2 separate regions of the Mus musculus genome follow, and region 2 is linked to region 1. Evidence: chromatin contacts called from public promoter capture Hi-C data. All regions are on one chromosome and are shown on one strand. The core of a region is the stretch at or near the end of the contact, and the rest is flanking DNA. Distances in the headings are between cores, read along the strand shown. Region 1 overlaps Gm32275 (a long non-coding RNA gene). Region 2 holds the start of Slc23a3 (solute carrier family 23 (nucleobase transporters), member 3).

Region 1 (4,167 bases), core at 470-2,969:
GAGGCGAGCAGTGAGCTCCGCTACCCCAGTATTCTTCAATGACGACATGCATGTATTGGTTTGCCTTACATAGCTTTGTTGAGCTCAACTGGTGGTAAGGACGCCATTGAGAGAAACTCAGTGACCTAGAATAAGAACTTCTTGTGAGGCTCCTTCAGCACCTTGCTGCTTCCGAGGCCTCTCCTCCGGCCAGTTGGTATTCACGCTTGCTGTCTGCCTGAGGAAAGGACTGGACTGCAGCTGCTGAGTCATATTTGGTGTTTGCTGTGGGACTGAGCTGCTGCCCAAGATGAGCTCGCCCCCAAAGGGCTCTTGCTGAACAGGTCCACTTCCCCCAAATCCTAATGACTTTTCTCTTCCACTACCTCTGCTGGGTAGTGGGCTAGAGGAGAGGTTGAACCCTTATTAAAAGTAGGTTGCAGCCAGGTGTGGTAACGCACTTCTTTAATCCCAGCACTCGGGAGGCAGAGGCAGGCAGATTTGAGTTCGAGGCCAGCCCGGTCTACAGAGTGAGTTCCAGGAGAGCCAGGCCTATACAGAGAAACCCTGTCTTGAAAAACCAAAAAAAAAAAAAAAAAAAAAAAAAAAAAAAAAAAAAAAGTAGGTTGCAAAAAATGCAGTCCAGTGCCCTCTTCTGGCTTCCATGGGTGTCTGCACACATGTGGCTCATACTCACCCAGATACAGGTACACATAAATAAAAATAAATATTAAAAAAAGATTAAAGACTGTGCAGCTTAGCTCAGTACAGTGGAGTGCATCTGTTGTCCCAGCTGCTTGGGAGGTCTGAGAGTTGAGGCCCAAGTGACAGCCAGATCCTGTTTTAAACAAAGATTGTGTGGTGGTTTTCCTATATGTTGACCCTCAGCTCTGGGGCTTTGGGTGTAAATTTTTCTTGTATAAGTGAACGTTCAGATTTTGTATCTACTTTTGTATTTTTGTGCTTATATCCTCCCACCCCAAGGTGGCTTCTCTGTGTCGCCCTGGCTTTCCTGGAACTTTCTTTGTAGACCAAGGCTGTGTTCATATTCTTTTTCTTTTCTTTTCTTTTCTTTTTTTTTTTTTTTTTTTTTTTTTGGTTTTTCAAGACAGGGTTTCTCTGTATAGCCCTGGCTGTCCTGGAACTCACTTTGTAGACCAGGCTGGCCTCAAACTCAGAAATCCGCCTGCCTCTGCCTCCCGAGTGCTGGGATTAAAGGCGTGCGCCACCACTTTTTCTTAAGGAGCTCATTGAAATTGGGTGAGCTCTGGCCTCACAGAATGTAGATCTCTTCTTGCATGTCTGTCCCCTCCTTACATCTGTCAGTAGGTCAGGGCATGTGTTTTCTCTTCATTTTTGAGATGATGGACACTCAGAGAAGTTACATTGCTTGCCCATAGTTTTGCCTATGGCTGGAGAAAACTCAACTAGAAACCAATCTTTTCAGTTCTGAGTTCAGACATTTAGTCACACCCGTGGCAAGCACCTTATTCCAGAATTTCCCACTGTCTTAGGTGTCGAGGGTTGGGTTCTAGGTTGTAGGGACCTAATGAGAGGCCTGGTAAAGCCACAGGGAACACTTTGTGTTTTCTGTCCTGTGCAGCCTTTCTTTGTCCTCCTTTCTCCTTCAGCAATGGAAGGCATCTGGTGGGAGCTGAGAGCATGAATTTTCCCTCTGTCAGGGTGAGCAATTCTTGAACAGACTCAGAATGGACCGGTGAGCGGTGAGCCGGCTGTGCGTGAATATGCATAGGAACATGTCTTTGTTACTTTTTAAGCCAAGTGTATTTTGGGCCCGTTTCCCTGGAGACATAGGGCGGAAGAAGAGGCCTTGCAGAGAGAGATGCCGTTTGCGACACTTGCTTTCCAGCCCCCTCCAGTCAGTCCCGGGCTCCACCTGCACTGAGTTTTCCAAGGTCACTAACTTTCCTTTGTTGCAGAGTCCAACTTTTTAAGCCCTAATCTTTCCAGGCTTTCTCCAGCTGTCAGCGTTCTTTTCAAATGTAAATCTGATCTACCTTCTCTAAAACCCTTCTGTGGCTCCTACGGCTCTGCAGGGAGACTGAGACAATTGGTTGCAGACTCCCAGTGTCTTCCCAGTGCCCACTGGGAGCTTTCTTTTCTCTGATGAACCTGTGAACCGTGCTCTTCCCTGACGGGGGCTTTTGCACGCATTCCTTCAGTCACTATTTAATTTTACTTACCATTTGTGAGACTTTTGTTTGGTGTTGGAGTTAACAACAGCCAATAGAGCAGTCAAGGGCTGGTGAGAATCCAGGGAAGGACGTTTGCAACCAAGTCTGATGATTGAAGCAGGATGGAAGGGATGAACTGACTCCCAGGCACAGATGTAAACAAACAAACAAACAAACAAATAAATAAATAAAAGAAAAAACAGGCAAGAGCTTTATCGTTATGGACCTTTCTATCAAAAGTGTTTGATTTTTTAGAATGTTCTTCCTTTTATTTCTGTAAACATCTCTCTCTCTCTCTCTCTCTCTCTCTCTAGGTTAGAGGACTTGGTCTGGTTTCTCCTTTCACCATGTGGGTTCAGGGATCACCATCAAGCTTGGCAGGAAGGCTTTTACCAGCTGAACCGTGCTGAGGCCCCATGTCCTTTGATTTTGTTTTGTTTTGTTGTGTTGAGACAAGGTTTCTCTGTGTAGCACGTTGTAGCTCTGTAAACCAGGCTGGCCTCAAACTCAGATTTGCCTTCCTCTGTTTCCCAGTGTTAGGATTAAAGTCATGTACCACCAAGCCAAGCTGGTTTGTTTGTTTGTTTGTTTTTTGTTTTAATTACAAGTTTTGTTTAGTTTAATTACAAGTTATTTACTGATGTTTAAATAATAATAACTTTATTGGCATAACTCCCATACTCTGTAACTTACATATAAGTATACAGTTCCGTTTAGAACATTTGGTTGTGCAGCCATCACATTTGAGACTGTTGATTCCACCAGAAACTTTGTATTCATTTATAGTGTTCTACTGCTGTGAAGAGACCATGGCAACTGTCCTTCTAGAGAGCATTTAATTGGCGCTTGCTTACAGTTTCAGAGGTTTAGTCCATTCTCCCCATTGGTTAAGATCAGTGTGTTGCTCCTGCACAGAACCCTAATATGGTGCCCAGCATGCATGTGGCTGCTCAAAACTCTGTAATTCCAGGCACCTCAGGACACTGATCCACATGTGGGTTTCTCATACACATAAAGTGAAAACCAATCTTAAAAAGAGAAAGTCCTGACCTGGATGGTGAACATTTAACATGACCCATGTCCAGTTGTCTGGAAGAATTTGAGGAGTTGGCCCTATTTCTTCTTTTAAATGTCAGAGCCACCAGAGCTTAGGGTGTCCCTGATGGGAAGGTTGTAGCTACACATTCAGTTTCTTTAACAGTTGAACTCTGGTTTCTGTGGCTGAGAGAGTGTTGGTGATTTTTAGACTCTGTTGGGGCAATGCATCTTTTATTTCTAAGATCAGAAATCTGAGTCTCCCATCCATTTCTCCTGACTAGTGTGCTGTGCTGGTTAGGGTTTGCTTTGTTTTGTTTTGTTTTTGTCCAACGGCCCAGCCTGTTGTGGGTGGCGTCACTCCTGGGCAGGCGAGCCTGGGAGGTGTAAGCCAGCAAACTGAGCGAGCTATGGGGAGCAAGCCAGAAAGCAGCACCCTCAGTGGCCGGCCTCTGCTTCAGCTCCTGCTTCTAGGTTCCTGCCTTGACTTCCTGTCATAAGACGCCGTAATCCAGACTTGTAGACCAAACAAACCCTTTGCTCCCCAAGTTACTTTTGGCCAAGGTACTCTATCACAGCAACAGAGAGCATACCAAGATATTTTGCAAGAAGTTTGTCAGTTTATTGATATTTCTCAAAAGAAAAAAACTTTCAATTTGATTTTTAGCTATTATTTTAAATTTCTTCCTGTTGAATTGAGAAATGATTGAACCCGTTTTAAATCTTTTACATCTATATTGAGATTTTATCTTTTCTATTACTATTATTATTATTATTTGTTGCTGTTTTCAAGACAGGATCTCACTAAGTAGCCCTGGTTGTCCTGGAACTCATTCTGTAGCCCAGGCTGGCCTTGAACTCACAGAGATCCGCCTGCCTCTGCCTCCGGAGTGCTGGGATTACAGCCCAGCCTGCTGTTATGACTTGCACTTACCTATTTTTAGTTTATTGATTTTTT
Region 2 (4,167 bases), core at 802-3,301, 310 kb after region 1:
TTCTTTTCTTTTTTTTTTTTTAAGATTTATTTATTATTATATCTAGGTACACTCTAGCTGTCTTCAGATGCACCAGAAGAGGGCGTCAGATCTCATTATGGATGGTTGTTAGCCACCGTGTGGTTTCTGGGATTTGAACTCAGGACCTTTGGAAGAACAGTCGGTGCTCTTAACCACTGAGCCATCTTTCCAGCCCCGGCTGAAACTTTCTAAGTAGCAGAACTTGAACTCCTGAATTTTCCTGCCTCCACCTTCCCAGTATGTACCTCACCTGGCCATGCACATCACTATGCCCAGAGTCCCACCTACCTACCGAAAGGAGTCGGAAGACGGGAATACAAATGTGAGTTGAAGTTGAAGATGGCCTCCAGGAGCAAAGGGGTATCTGGCATGAACCCAGGTGCTGAGAGCATACCACCATGAGCAGGATGAGCCTAGGAAAGAGAAGGGAGTCAGAAGTATCAGAGTTGCAGGTCAGAAGCATCAGATTCCTGAATGATGACCATGTGAGTGTGCAGAATATCATAAAAGGAGGTCCCAGGGCAGAAATGCCTCATGGAAGGGGTAGGGAGGTACCCTGAGGTATCATACCACGTGACTATGAATATCAGCGAGACTGAATAAATTAAGGGAAAGCCTTGGATTCCAAATCCAAAAACTGTCATCCCTGCTCAGGTGGCTCTGGAATCTGAGCAGCTCTGCCCTCCCTCAGTCTCTACACCTACTGGGCTACCACCCACCCCTCTCAGGACTCACGTACAGCAAGGCCAGGCCCCAGTGAGCAGAACAGAACTGGGCCACCTCCTTGTGGGCAGAAAGCCCTGCCACAACCAGGCTGGGAGCCAGCACCAGTGGCCCACAGTAGGGGAACACACGGCCAGGCACCCCTAGAAGTCCTATAGTGCCCTGCAGCAGCCCGGACACCACCACTGCCCCCGACACCTAAGGGAGTAGAGAGGAGGACAGATGAAGAAATTCCACTCAATCAACTATCTCCGAGGATAAGCCCCTGCCTAACTCCTCCCCTTAGCATCAGTATCTAATGATGGGAACAAGAGCCTCTCCAGGCTGGGGCCATCCAGTCCTTCTGCTGTCTTCTCCCAGGCACTCACCTCTCGGAGAGAAGTGTTCCAGAGCTCCAGGCCATGGCAGCTTCTTGTCAAACTACACAGGGGCAGTGAGAGGGAGGCTGGAAGTTTGGGGTACAGAAAGAAGATGTAGATGGAACAGAGGCTCTGTGTTCTCCTGTCCTAGCTGATGCCTGGCATAACCCCAAAATCTCTACAATGCCCAGGACCACCCAACCTCCAGCCCCCGTGTACCTCTGCCACTAGCCCACCTTTGCTTTGTACTAACCATTTCCAGGTGTCTTGGTCGTCAGAGGTAGCTTCTGGTTTGTCAGCACCAGTGCGGGGATAAGAAACTCTAGGGACGGAGCCTGGATTAGAGGTAGCCTGTAGGGACAGCAGCCCCAGCAGGTTTGGAAACATGTGGCAGTCAACAGGATTGCCCTAAATCTCTTCCTGAGAGACTACACCCTCTCTCAACGGAGTTCCCCTCACCTGCTGCCCATCCAAGTCTGCAGGACCGTAGACAGGCCACATGAAAAGAAACTGGAAGCCAGGAGCTGAGCGGGTGGGTATGAGAGCCCTCCTGGGGGAAGACCATGAAGCAGCAGCAGGTGGGAGGCCCAGAGCAAAGATGCCAAGACCAGGAAATGCTGGAGATAGAGGAATGGAGAGGGAGGAGCTTTCGAAATACCTATGTGTAGGTTTCTCATGACTCACTAACTCCCTCCAAATAGCCACTTCAGATAGTGCCAACTCCTACCGCCTCCACCTCCTACCTGTAGAGCCAGAAGACAGCTGAGCCCCCAGGTGGAAGGCCCACACACCCGAGAGGCCCAAGAACGGGAGGAGGGATTCTGGAGAGGGGGTAGCAGTGGTGGCAGGGGAGCAGGGGTATCCTGGTAGCCCTCAGATAGAAGTGGAATGGGATGGAGAGGTGATCGGCTCATGCTGCCCTGACTTGATTGCGTCTTGGCTGCCCCAGGCTAGTTGAATAAGGAGTAAGAGATCAAGAGTTTGGGTGGAGTAAGCTGCCTACGTGGGTGGGGAGTCGGGGGTGTCAATGAAGCGGAGAGAAGGGATAAGGGTTTGGGAGCAGGACGTGGCTCTTTCACCTTTGCCCAGCTCTTGTGCAAATTCCATCAGCCATTAACCTAGCAGCTGAGTCCTGGACCCCTCCCTCAAGAATGTTCATCTATATCCACTGCTTCTAGACCAGGCTCTGGAGATGAGGGTTAGGGAACATCTATCAAAACAGTCTGAGGAGATTGTGCAAGCTACCTCTTGTCATCAACACTGAACATCGCTTCAGTTAGGTACATATTTTTCAGCCAAACAAGACATGCCCCAGGTCAGTTCAAAACAAAACCTGTGTGTAGAACGCCCTCATCCCTTATGACAATGACCACCGTAGATAACGAACTCGGTGTAAGGCAAGAGCACTTGACAGCAATGTGTATTACAAAATGTGAATGGGCACAAATCAGAAGACAATGGAACGGTCTGCTGCCCACACCCATAAATAGGATGCTGTGGATGTGACAGCTACATTGCCAGCCGATAATGACACTTTACTGGTAACTCAGATGTCATAGCCATTGGTGGACCTGGTTTGCTATACTAGTGAGTGAACTTCTGGAAAAACATTGAACAAAGTATATTTATTTACTTTATATTTCCCTGCAAACTGAGGCTATTATTTTTGAGATTATCATTACATTATTTCTCCCTTCCCTTCCCTCCCTCAAAAACCCTCCCGTATGCCCCTCCATCTCATTTTTCAAACTCATTGCCTTTTTCATTATTACATGAACATATACATGTACATGTTTCTAAATGTAACCTGTCAGCTTGTATAGTTATTCCTATGTATGGTTTCAGAGCTGACCATCTGATATCGGATGATCAATCAGGATGCTATCTCTGGGGAAGGCAAACCCTCCCACTCGAAGCACTCCTTAGGTACCTTTGTGTTGGGTTGAGGCCTCAGGTTTCTTTTTTCTTTCTTAATGCACAAAAGTGTTTACACTTAAAATATAACATTAGGATTGGGTAGGGTTGGTGGCACATGCCTGTATCCTGCCGTTCTGAAGGCAGATGTAACCAGATAGCAAGTTGCAAGTACCAGATTAGCCTAAACCTCATGAGACCATTTCCAAAAGCAGGTCCTCCAGGCTCAGATTTTCATATATGTGATGATGTCTTGGGAATTGTTCATAGTAAAGGAGGTTTTAAGCCCTTTAGGATATCTAAGCATCCCACTCAGGCTGGGGGAAAAAAAAAAAAAGCCAGGAGAAACCTCAAAGGTTATGACAAAAGGTCAGTACATTTCTACAACGACCCCTTGGGGGCTGCAGCTCCACCAGTCCACAGACCTTTATTCCCAGCCCCCACACTCCCTAGGTGATCTTTAGCAGCCGGCGACAGGTCCACATACACCAAAGATGGTTCTTCCAGTGATGACTCAGCTCTGGTTCTTCAGCACCAGCTCCTTCCGTAAGTCACCTTGCTGAAGAGGTCAACAGAGCTTGGATTCCAGCTCAACTGGATGTGTGGTTTGAACCATAAGGATCCACAAGGCTGGTACCCACCCAGGATATATGACACAGACAGGGCTTTCCCAGGCCTGGGAAAGTCACCACTTGTACCCCATGGCAGGTCACATCCAGCAATTTCAGGGCCCCCAAGAAGTAGCAGCAGGGATGCAGGAAAGCTTGAAACAGGAACCACTAACTATTAGGAAGTTCTAAAGCAGCTCAGAGCAAACGCCTACATAGTGATTACAGGGCTGTGCATCTGACCTGGGAGGCAGAGGAGGGATAGGAGATCAACAAAGAATGCTACAGAAGGAAAAGGCCAGGCCATGCAACAGAAACTGTTTATTGAAACCTCAATTCTATAAAAGCGTGAAAAACCCAGATACAAAGCAGTGGTAACCAGAGAGGCCTGTGAAGAGAACACCCAAAAAGGCAGAGTGGGAAGCCTTGGAGCAGGATGCTACGGTTGGAAGACAAAGGGACAAGGTTAGAGGACCCAGCAATTCTTGGCTGTGACAGGGAGCTTCCTGGTCCTCAGCAGCTCTCATCATGGTTCTCAGCCT

The links. Promoter capture Hi-C pulls out the DNA fragments that hold promoters and counts their contacts.
Region 2: a promoter capture Hi-C map of hippocampal neurons shows a contact between it and region 1, with 2.2 times the contacts expected there. The contact joins the promoter of Slc23a3 here to the enhancer-like site in region 1. A contact is called at or near these places in 5 of 39 promoter capture datasets (the 3T3-L1 cell line, cranial neural crest, embryonic stem cells and 2 more), 3 of 484 Hi-C or Micro-C datasets (CD4 T cells, cortical neurons and forebrain), 9 of 115 datasets of contacts at active chromatin or transcription factors (the NIH/3T3 cell line, astrocytes, bone marrow-derived macrophages and 5 more) and 3 of 9 other capture datasets (adipose tissue, liver and pancreatic islet).

Annotation. Positions count from the first base shown.
Region 1 is chr1:74,823,177-74,827,343 of GRCm38.p6, forward strand. It overlaps Gm32275 (a long non-coding RNA gene), which reads right to left. Exons shown (of 3, transcript XR_373533.3): 2 at 2,184-2,310. Among named protein-coding and RNA genes, the nearest start is that of n-TGgcc3, 8.4 kb to the left of the region's middle. Within about 2 kb of position 1,720, at least 46 of the 459 cell types and tissues checked have an H3K27ac peak or open chromatin away from gene starts, as enhancers often do. A contact at or near this core is called in cortical neurons, embryonic stem cells, forebrain and 1 more, where this site is marked.
Region 2 is chr1:75,131,839-75,136,005 of GRCm38.p6, forward strand. It overlaps Slc23a3 (solute carrier family 23 (nucleobase transporters), member 3), which reads right to left and starts at 2,052. Exons shown (of 12, transcript NM_194333.3): 1 at 1,847-2,052; 2 at 1,563-1,720; 3 at 1,357-1,454; 4 at 1,113-1,189; 5 at 761-942; 6 at 314-434. The coding sequence starts at 2,017. Cnppd1 (cyclin Pas1/PHO80 domain containing 1) reads right to left here. Exons shown (of 10, transcript NM_026977.3): 10 at 3,924-4,167.